Linked DNA regions of Mus musculus: region 2 is linked to region 1. Evidence: chromatin contacts called from public Hi-C data. All regions are on one chromosome and are shown on one strand. Each heading gives the region's core, a stretch centred on a gene start, on an enhancer-like site or on the middle of the called end of the contact. The rest is flanking DNA. Distances are from core to core; before and after follow the strand shown.

What was found. A called contact is a pair of places that touch in the nucleus more often than the background predicts.
Region 2: a Hi-C map of bone marrow-derived macrophages shows a contact between it and region 1, with 2.6 times the contacts expected there. The contact joins the enhancer-like site here to the promoter of Mroh3 in region 1. A contact is called at or near these places in 3 of 39 promoter capture datasets (the 3T3-L1 cell line and stem cell-derived epiblast-like cells), 3 of 484 Hi-C or Micro-C datasets (the G1E-ER4 cell line, bone marrow-derived macrophages and liver), 3 of 115 datasets of contacts at active chromatin or transcription factors (embryonic stem cells and extraembryonic endoderm stem cells) and 3 of 9 other capture datasets (adipose tissue, liver and pancreatic islet).

Annotation. Positions count from the first base shown.
Region 1 is chr1:136,211,330-136,215,419 of GRCm38.p6, reverse strand. Mroh3 (maestro heat-like repeat family member 3) reads left to right here and starts at 2,600. Exons shown (of 23, transcript NM_001329610.2): 1 at 2,600-2,815; 2 at 4,017-4,090. The coding sequence starts at 4,044. Inava (innate immunity activator) reads left to right here. Exons shown (of 10, transcript NM_028872.3): 10 at 1,002-1,898. The coding sequence ends at 1,094.
Region 2 is chr1:136,427,411-136,431,783 of GRCm38.p6, reverse strand. All of the region lies in intron 4 of Ddx59 (DEAD box helicase 59), which reads right to left. Among named protein-coding and RNA genes, the nearest start is that of 9230116N13Rik, 14 kb to the right of the region's middle. Within about 2 kb of position 1,468, at least 35 of the 459 cell types and tissues checked have an H3K27ac peak or open chromatin away from gene starts, as enhancers often do. A contact at or near this core is called in the G1E-ER4 cell line, bone marrow-derived macrophages and pancreatic islet, where this site is marked.

The DNA.
Region 1 (4,090 bases), core at 1,351-3,850:
AGGGAGAATCTGGAAAATGGGTTTATAGAAAATAACTCACTGTCGCCAGGCTGGGAAGGAGATGGTCTCACAGTTGACAGCTAGAGACTACCAGGTTCTGATTCTAACTCTATGGTCCTGTAGGTTACTTAACGCTTAGGCTTTTGTTTCCCCCTCTAAAAGATGGGCGTAGTAAATGACCTCTCTCATTCATGGGTTGGATCAGAGGCTGAAATGGTTAAAGCAATATATGAGAGTCCTAGATCAGCAATAGCTCTATCACGGGGGCTCCCAGAGGGTGGTGTCTGTGTGTGTGTGTGTGTGTGTGTCTGTGTGTGTGTGTGTGTGTGTGTGTGTGTGTGTGTGCGTGCTAGGTTGTATCGGAAGTAAGAAGGATTCTGAGCACTCTGACTTCGGGTAGGGGTGCAGCCTTGGTTTCTGTAAGCCCCATTTCTTCATCCTGGAATTGAGGCTAGCCGGCATGAATCCTTTCTTTATTCTCTCATCCGGATTCAGAAGGCTATGCAGGGGACAGACTCTAGAAGTTACCAACAAGCTGCTTCTTTGAGACCCCAGATTCCCAGCAGCCCAGCTGCATCATTCCCCACCCCCACCCCTGATCTTTGGGCTGTTGCAGCTGCCATCTCTGGCTGGGCAGCGCCCTGGCCCAGTCCCAGGCTATACACCCTCTAGCTGACGTGCCTATCCCTTCCTGCGAGCTTAGACCTGCCTTTGGTCTAGGCTTGGCTCATCCCAACCTGTCAGACAGGGACGGTGATGAGACATGAGCCCGGGAAAGGTGGAGAAGAAGGTCAGGGTGACCGTCATACCCCAAAGGACCTGGATCAGGGGTGGTACCTGGGGGGCATCATTCCTGGGGAGGGCAGGAGCAGAGCACCAGGGCTTCACTATCGATGATGGTCTGTGCCTTTAAGCAAAGAGAACGATGTGGCTGAGCTTGCTGCACTGACCTTTCTACCCAGTTTGCTCATCCGCCTCTCCTCTCTCCCTGCCTGTGACAGGTGCCCCCCGTGTACGTACTCCGGAGGTCGACGGACGGGGCCCCAGTGCAAGTCTTTGTGCCTGAGAACGGAGAGATTATCAGCCAAGTGTAACTCTTCTGAACGCCTTGCCTCGTGCGGGAAAAGACTTTTCTATTGGAGCTGGGGTCGAGGACCCCCTCACCCTTAAGTGCTTCTTTCATCTCCCCTCCCCTCATCGCAGGCCGATGATGCAGAGCTGAGACCTTTCGGTTTTTTTACATGTGTTTCCCAGAAGTCCTGACCTGAGGATTTATATCTGTGATTTGTCTTATTCTTTAATAACATGATTATGCTTTATCCCCCAGAGTCTGGCCTTTTGGACTAATGTCGAGCTGGACTAATCGACAGCATTTGTCTCCTTATGTAGGACAAGTGGCATAGAGGGCCCCTTGAGACGTCCCATATGCTCTGGGCCCTCTTTCTGAGATACCTGTTGCTTCTTAAGGCTGGAGGCCGGATGTGGGACTCCCTCAACAGGGACTCTTCCCTTGTTTCCCAGATGCTGGGCAGAACTCTCCTCTCCCCTTCAGGGCACAGGCATTTCTGTCATGGTGTTCTTCCCATACCCTACAGTAGTCCCAACCTCCACTTGCCATATTGTATGGCTTCTGAGCCCCTTCCCCAGTGCATAGATGCCCCCCCCCCAACCCAGTGTATTCTCTGGATCCCTAAGTGCCTTAGATCCTGAGCCACAGAGCTGAGAGACTTCTGAGTGCTAGTGCCTCCCCACACCTGAGCATCCTTCACATTAATTAACTTATTGGTCTTACCTAACAGCTATCTCGTGTGGTTGCACCGTGGCGGTGCCCTCCGTTACAGGGCAACCTTGTGCCAAATACTTCAATAAAATCTGATTGGCCCAGCTGAGGATGAAGGATTCTGTGTGTGTGCTGAGTTGTTTTTTTTGTTTGTTTGTTTGTTTTGACCAAGCACAGAGTGGGCTCCTTGAGATGGCTGCCTGGTTTGGTCATGACTCTAGGGAGCAAGCAGAGTGACAGACAGAAACTCAAGCTGCTTCTCTGAGCACAGGGAATCCAGCAAAGCTCCTCAAGGTCTCCAGAGCCTGAACTTTTAGCTCAACTGTTAAAATCTGGAAAGCCCAGATTCCATTTTCAGCACCCTCATGGCAGCTCCATGGAGTAACCTTGGAAGGCACTTCAGCGCTTTGTGATCCCTTTTTCTCTGGCTTCAGATGGCCCAGGCTCAGTGGTTTGAGGCTTATTTGAAATTGTTCTTGTGGCTGGAAAAACAGGCGTTCCTTGGGTAAGGAGGGGCTCTCCATAAGACCCCTTCTGTGTTTTTGCAAAAGGTGGAGAGGGAGGGGTAGTAGGAGGAGAGGGGTGTTGGAGGGAGGCTGCAACTTTTTCTGCTGCCCTGTAGGGGGTGCTCAGGACTTGAGAGCAGAGCGCCTGCTATGGCTACAGTTTCTGGAGAGCTTGTGGCCTGAGTCTGAGGTAGCAGCTCTGTGTCAGGCAGAGAAAGGGGTCTCTGTTTTGCCTGTCCCTCTCCACAGTCAAGGAAGAGGTAGGTCACAAAGGGCCAGGCAGATGGCTATGCAGGGGTGACGCCAGTGCTGCACTTGGTGGCCAGCCCTAGAGACTGTAGGAATCTGGCTTTCAAGGACCTGGCTTTATTAGGCTGGGGGTTGTTCCATGCTAGGGGTTGGGTGGGAAGGGAAGAGAGTTCCAGGGCCTCTAGAGAAGCTGTGGGCATCCTTATCTCAGACCTGAACATCAATGTAGCTATTAACTGTGGCCAGTAAGGACTTGATTTTGGATGTAACTTATTTTGTGGTAAGTTTGAACTTTATTTTTCCTGTGTTGGGGATGGAACCCAGGGTTTCACACTTGTCAGGCAGGTATTTGGTTTTGTGTTTTAGCCATCTGTCATCTGTTAGGCCCAGAAAAATACATTTTAGGGTTTTTTTTTTTAAATGTATATGGGCGTACCATGTGTGTGCAGTGCCCACTTTGGCTAGATGAGGGCATCAGCTTCCCTGGAACTGGAGTTACCGTGAGCACTTTTAACCGTTGAGCCATCTCTCCAGTTCCCACCCCCAATTCCAGGTAAAGCTTGATCAGAGGGTTCTGTTGTAATAATCTTTCTAGGTGGCAAAGAGGTTGAAGTATCTATATATCTATATAGCTATAGATATATAGATATGGGAGGCTGTTAAGAAAAAATGGGGGATAGCTAAGTTCTTGTAAGCAGCCAGCCTTGAAATGTGCCAGTGTGAGGAACTGGTTGGGCATAACTCCTTTCAGTTTCAGTCCATAGGCTAGCTCTACACCTGAGCATCCATGTCTGGGAGTTGCAGGCACGTTAGAGTCCTTAGCCTCCCCTCCTGGATGGCAGAAGGGACATCCTAGAGAATGGGAAAGAACCCTCTGCTAAGAACAGCTTCAGAACCTGACCTTAAGACATCAGAACCACAGATAGAAACTTCCCTGGGAGCCAGCTTGAGTCTGAGATTGCCACAGGAGATCCTTGGCTGGTGCCTGCATGACCCATAAGGAGTCAGGGTTCTTCAAGGGGGGTTGTGCACTTTCCCCAGAAACAGGAGATAAAATGGGAAACTAGCAAACAGGACCTAGCATGGGCACTGTCCAGTCAGTTCTTGTGGTTCTGTTTTGTTTGTTTGTTTGTTTTTTCTCTTCTCTTCTCTTCTCTTCTCTTCTCTTCTTTTCTTCCCCCTCCCCTTTCCCCCCTCCCCTCCCCTCCCCTCCCCTCCCCTCCCCTCCCCTCTTCTTTTCTTTTCTTTTCTTCTTTTCTTTTCTTTTCTTTTCTTTTCTTTTCTTTTCTTTTCTCTTCTTATTCTGCCCTCATGCCATGGATAAATGCAGAGCCTCAGGACATGCTGAACAAGTGTTCTGCTATCTCCAACCCTGTCCTTGTAAATGGTCAGGCTGCCTCCTGCAGCCTTCCCCTATACTAAACCTGCATCACTAAGAAGACCAGACTCTCATCAGGCCTGACTGCTGGTCTCATTACAAGCTGTTGGATCCTGTCCTGGGTGGGCAAATGAATCTACACTCCGAGGAGAGAAATCTGAACAGAGTAACATTTCG
Region 2 (4,373 bases), core at 219-2,718, 220 kb before region 1:
ACCAGGGAGTTGTGTGTATTGGGCCTGGGGGTTCAATTTTGCTTTCAATGCTGAGAATCTAACCCAGAATCTGTACATGCTAGTGTCCCACTATTGAACTACATCTGTTGGCCTTAGATCTTGGAGACAAGATTTTGATATGCAGGCTGGGCTGGCCTTGAATTCTTGATCTTCTTGCCTTAGCTTTCAAGTGCTAGGTTTACAGGCATGATCCACCATGGCTGTTAGGGATCACTTTTGGATTTTCAGAGTTTTATTTCCTTCTAGCCATGGATGTCCTATATAACTAACTTACTTTAAATTTAAAAAAAATTAATGTTGGGGATACTTATGGTTTTAATTCTTCAAATTTCATGCCGAGACTTTACCACTAATGTGGGTTGGTGTCCTCTGTTACAATCTGTCTGCCAGAAGTATTTTCATCCACATCTCAGCATAAACGTCACAGACAGCCTGTGGTTACCAATCTAAGGAAGCCCACGGGTTGTCCCTGCCATACTGCATGGATAGGTACACTTGCCACAGCTCCATGGGCAGAGCTCATAAGCATCCCTTTCCACTCTATCCACTACACCAACGACAACTAGCATGCCAAAAGCCCTTTATAAACACTCGGCAACTTTAACTCTAAGCACTAAATAAGACCCAATTATGTAACAAACAGTGTATCAGTGTCCCAAACCTCTCAAATCTAGGAATCACCTGGAGTGAGGTTTTCAAGATCCCTGGGCTGCTGAATCAGACTATCCCAGTGAGAAAGGCAGACGAGATAACACTCGCCGGGCACACTGGGCAGTAGTTCTATGGTTCTGTTCACTGGTTTGTTGTTTCCATTTATTTGGAGAGACAGCTTCCCAGGCAGCCCAGGCTGGTTTGAATTTGTTTATTTTATGTGTATGAGTATTCTGCCTGCATGAAAGTCTGTGCTCCATGTACTTGCCTGGTATCTGTGGACGTAAGAAAAGGTGTTGGATCCCTTAGTACTGGAAATGAGAATGGTTGTGAGCCAACAAGTGCTCTTAACTACTGAGCCATCTTTCCAGTGCCCTCAGACTGGCTTTGAACTCACCCTCCAGCACCAGCCTACTGTTACACTAGGCCAAGCTGGGCAGACCTGTGCTCGGTTTACTGTGATATAGCCAGCTTCACAGTACAGAGAGCATGCACAGTCTGCAGCCTGTCCAACAGAACAGAAAGAAGGAAGGCTGTGTCCCCATGCAGAGGGATGGGGACAGTTTCAAAGTCCCTCATCTGAAGCAGAGAGGAAAGAGCAGGATGGGGTTGTGGGACTATTCTAGGGCAAAGGGAAGGCCTGACAAGAGACACAGATGGTGACAGGAGCAGAGGTTTCAAACTGCAAGGGATTATGAGTCCTGGCCCTCCTCTCGCAGCAGTCATCACCCCTCCTTACAGTCTCACTCTCAGTTCCTGTCCCTCTGCTGACTGACTCAGCAGCAGCTTCACACGCCAGGCTCTCAGCTCTGTCTTCTCGGCTCACTTCCCTCCAGCCTTCTCTTGGAGGACCAGATGTCACAGACTCCAGTAGACATCACAGACTCCAGTGCACTCCCTGTGCAGGAGAAAAGCATTCCCCGTCGTCTGCTGTTCACAGCAAGGCCAAGCTCAGACAATATTACCAGGACCCACATTTACTCGGTTACCCTTTCTAAAATTAAAGGCACAGCTATAATTTCTGGAGTCACCTCTCCAGCTGCCTTCTTTCCCCATATGCCATATGTCATCAGAAGCCTCATAAATGATTACTTTACAGGGACTCTCAGATTTAACCCTTCAGTCCCGGGGCCTCCACCCTGCCCTTGACCCCCTCACTCCTTGGCTGGTTCGCTGGATGCCTGGTCTCTGGGTCCTTCCTCTTTAAATCTCATGTACCGAGAGCAGGGAGATCGCCTCCCTAAAACACCACTTTTACCATGCTATGCCCAACGAGTAATTTAGAAGGCCTCACTGTCTCCCACATCAGATCCACAAGCTCCTGCCTCCCGTCAGGGCCTCTATAATTTGACCCCACCCTGGCTACCCAACTCCACTTCCTGCTGCTGCTCAGGAAGAATTCCTCCAGCTCCTTCCTCCTCCTCGACAAGTCACTTGGGCTTTCTGACTGTTCATCTCACTGGAATATTTCACCTGTCCTCCGGCTTTTAAATTTTTTTCTCATCTTCTAAGGAGCAGTTCAAATCCCATTACTATTTTTTAATAGTGTGAAAAACACTCACTCTCTTAATTCTATACCTGATCTTAACTGTCCTGGACAATTAGCATATCATATGCATAATACAGTAGTTTATGTTACAGTAGTTTTCCCTTCTAGTTGACAAGCTATGGCTATCAGACACTTTCCAACCTTTACCTGTTGTGTGGAAACCAGTCACATCCAGCCACCGTTCTCCTCTTCTAATATATTTTTTAAATGGTGTAATAGATAGAACCCAACATCTTGCAAATGCTAGGCAAGTACTTTACAATCCATTATACTCACAATCCTTTTTTAAAAAAGATTTATTTTTAGCCTATGTGTACTGTGCTTGTCGGCATGCATGAATGAGTACCTACTTGTGCCTGGTACGCACAGGAACTAGAAGGTGTCAGATCCCCTGAGACTCAGTCATAGACAGCTAAGAGCTCCTTTGTGGGTACTGGGAATCAAACCTGGGTCCTCTACGAGAGCAGCAGATCCTCTTAATCTATAGAGTCACTCACATCTCCTTCCCCCAGTCCTTGATGTTTTGAATCAGAGTCGCTTTCTAACTCATGCTGCTCCTGAACCTGAGGTCCTTCTGCCTCTGCTTCTCTAGGTGAGGGCTGGGTTTATAGGCGTGTGTACTCGTGTCTGCGTGTGTGTGGTGTTCCTGGAGATGGACCTGTATACATACAGACATGTATGCCTGTGTGATGGCCACCGGTCCACCTCGGGTGCCATTCTCCCTGGTTTTCGTTGTGGTATCTCCCAGTGGCCTGAAGCTTGCCAAGCAGGGTAGACTGGCTGGCCCTTCTGCCTGTCTCCACTCCCCAGCTCTAGGACTACACTGAGTGTGCACTACCACACTTAGTATGGTAGGATCTCGGGTATCGCGCTGACTAGGGCATCTTCACTGACTGAGATCTCTCCTCAGCCCCACATCTGGGTTTTTGTTTCTGTTTTATCCTCTTGGTTTTCTTGAGGCCCAGTGTTGCTATCTGTGAAGTCTAGATTGGTCTTGACTTTATGATCCTCCTGCCTTTGGCACTTCAGTAAGGCATAGGTAGAGGTATATGCCACCATCCCACTCTGGTGATTTTCATACTGCTACAGTTGTACAGGTTAGTTTCAAAAGATCATACTGGCCCCAAAGCCAGAAAGGTCATCAGCTCCCTTGAAACTGGGATTACAGACTGTTGTGAGCAGCAATGTAGGTGCTGGGAATTGAACCTGGGTCCCCTGGGAGAGTAGTCAGTGCTCTTCACCACTACTGCTGTTTTAGAGAAAATATTTGCCAATCATTGGACTATACTGTTTATCTAAGTACTTTTTTTTTTTTTTTTAGTAAAAATGTTGTTTATTTATTTATTTGTGGTGTGTGTGTGTTGTCTGTAGGTTACAGAACAACTTGTTGGAGTTTGTTCTCTCCTTCTACCATGCAGGTTCTGGAGACTGAACTCAGGTCATCTGGCTTGGGGCTTGGCAGGAAGTACCTTCACCTGCTGAGCCACCTTACCAGTCCCTATTTGAGTATTTCTGTGTCTCGGTAGACAGTATAATGTTTTTGCCTTTATTTCAAGTGTATGCCTTTCTTCTCAAAATTTCAGTATTACGTAGGTTTGAATCACAATGAAAATATTTCTGCAATTCTATGTAAAACGCCTGGAGTTGGTTAATCGGTACATTGACAGCATTCCTGTGCTAACTTCTGCAGCACCAACAACTGATAAGGCTGTTTCCCTCTGAGCTACAAAGAAACCACACCCCTTAATACTGAGGCACTGGGGCAGGAGCTTCAGACACTCCACACACAACCAGATACTTCCTTTGCATCATAATGGTCCAGGATGGCTGACAGGCCCTAGAACCCCTCCCTACCTGCCGCACAAAAGTTAAAGTGCCCTGAAGAGGTAGAGTGCGGCCACCCTGACTTCTACCCACAGCCATCCAGGGGGCGCTGACTCAGCACACCTTTCAAAGGTTTCCGTTACATTATTTTTCATTTCCTTTGGACATCTTAGTCTACCAGACACTGTCCAACATTGCTCATCCTCACTCCTGCTCTGTAAGATTAAAGAGCTTGCCCAAGTTCTCTCAGCAGCTGACTCAGACAGAGGCAGACACCCGCAGCCAAATAGTGGACGGAGCTTGGGGTTCTATGGAAGAATAGGGGGAA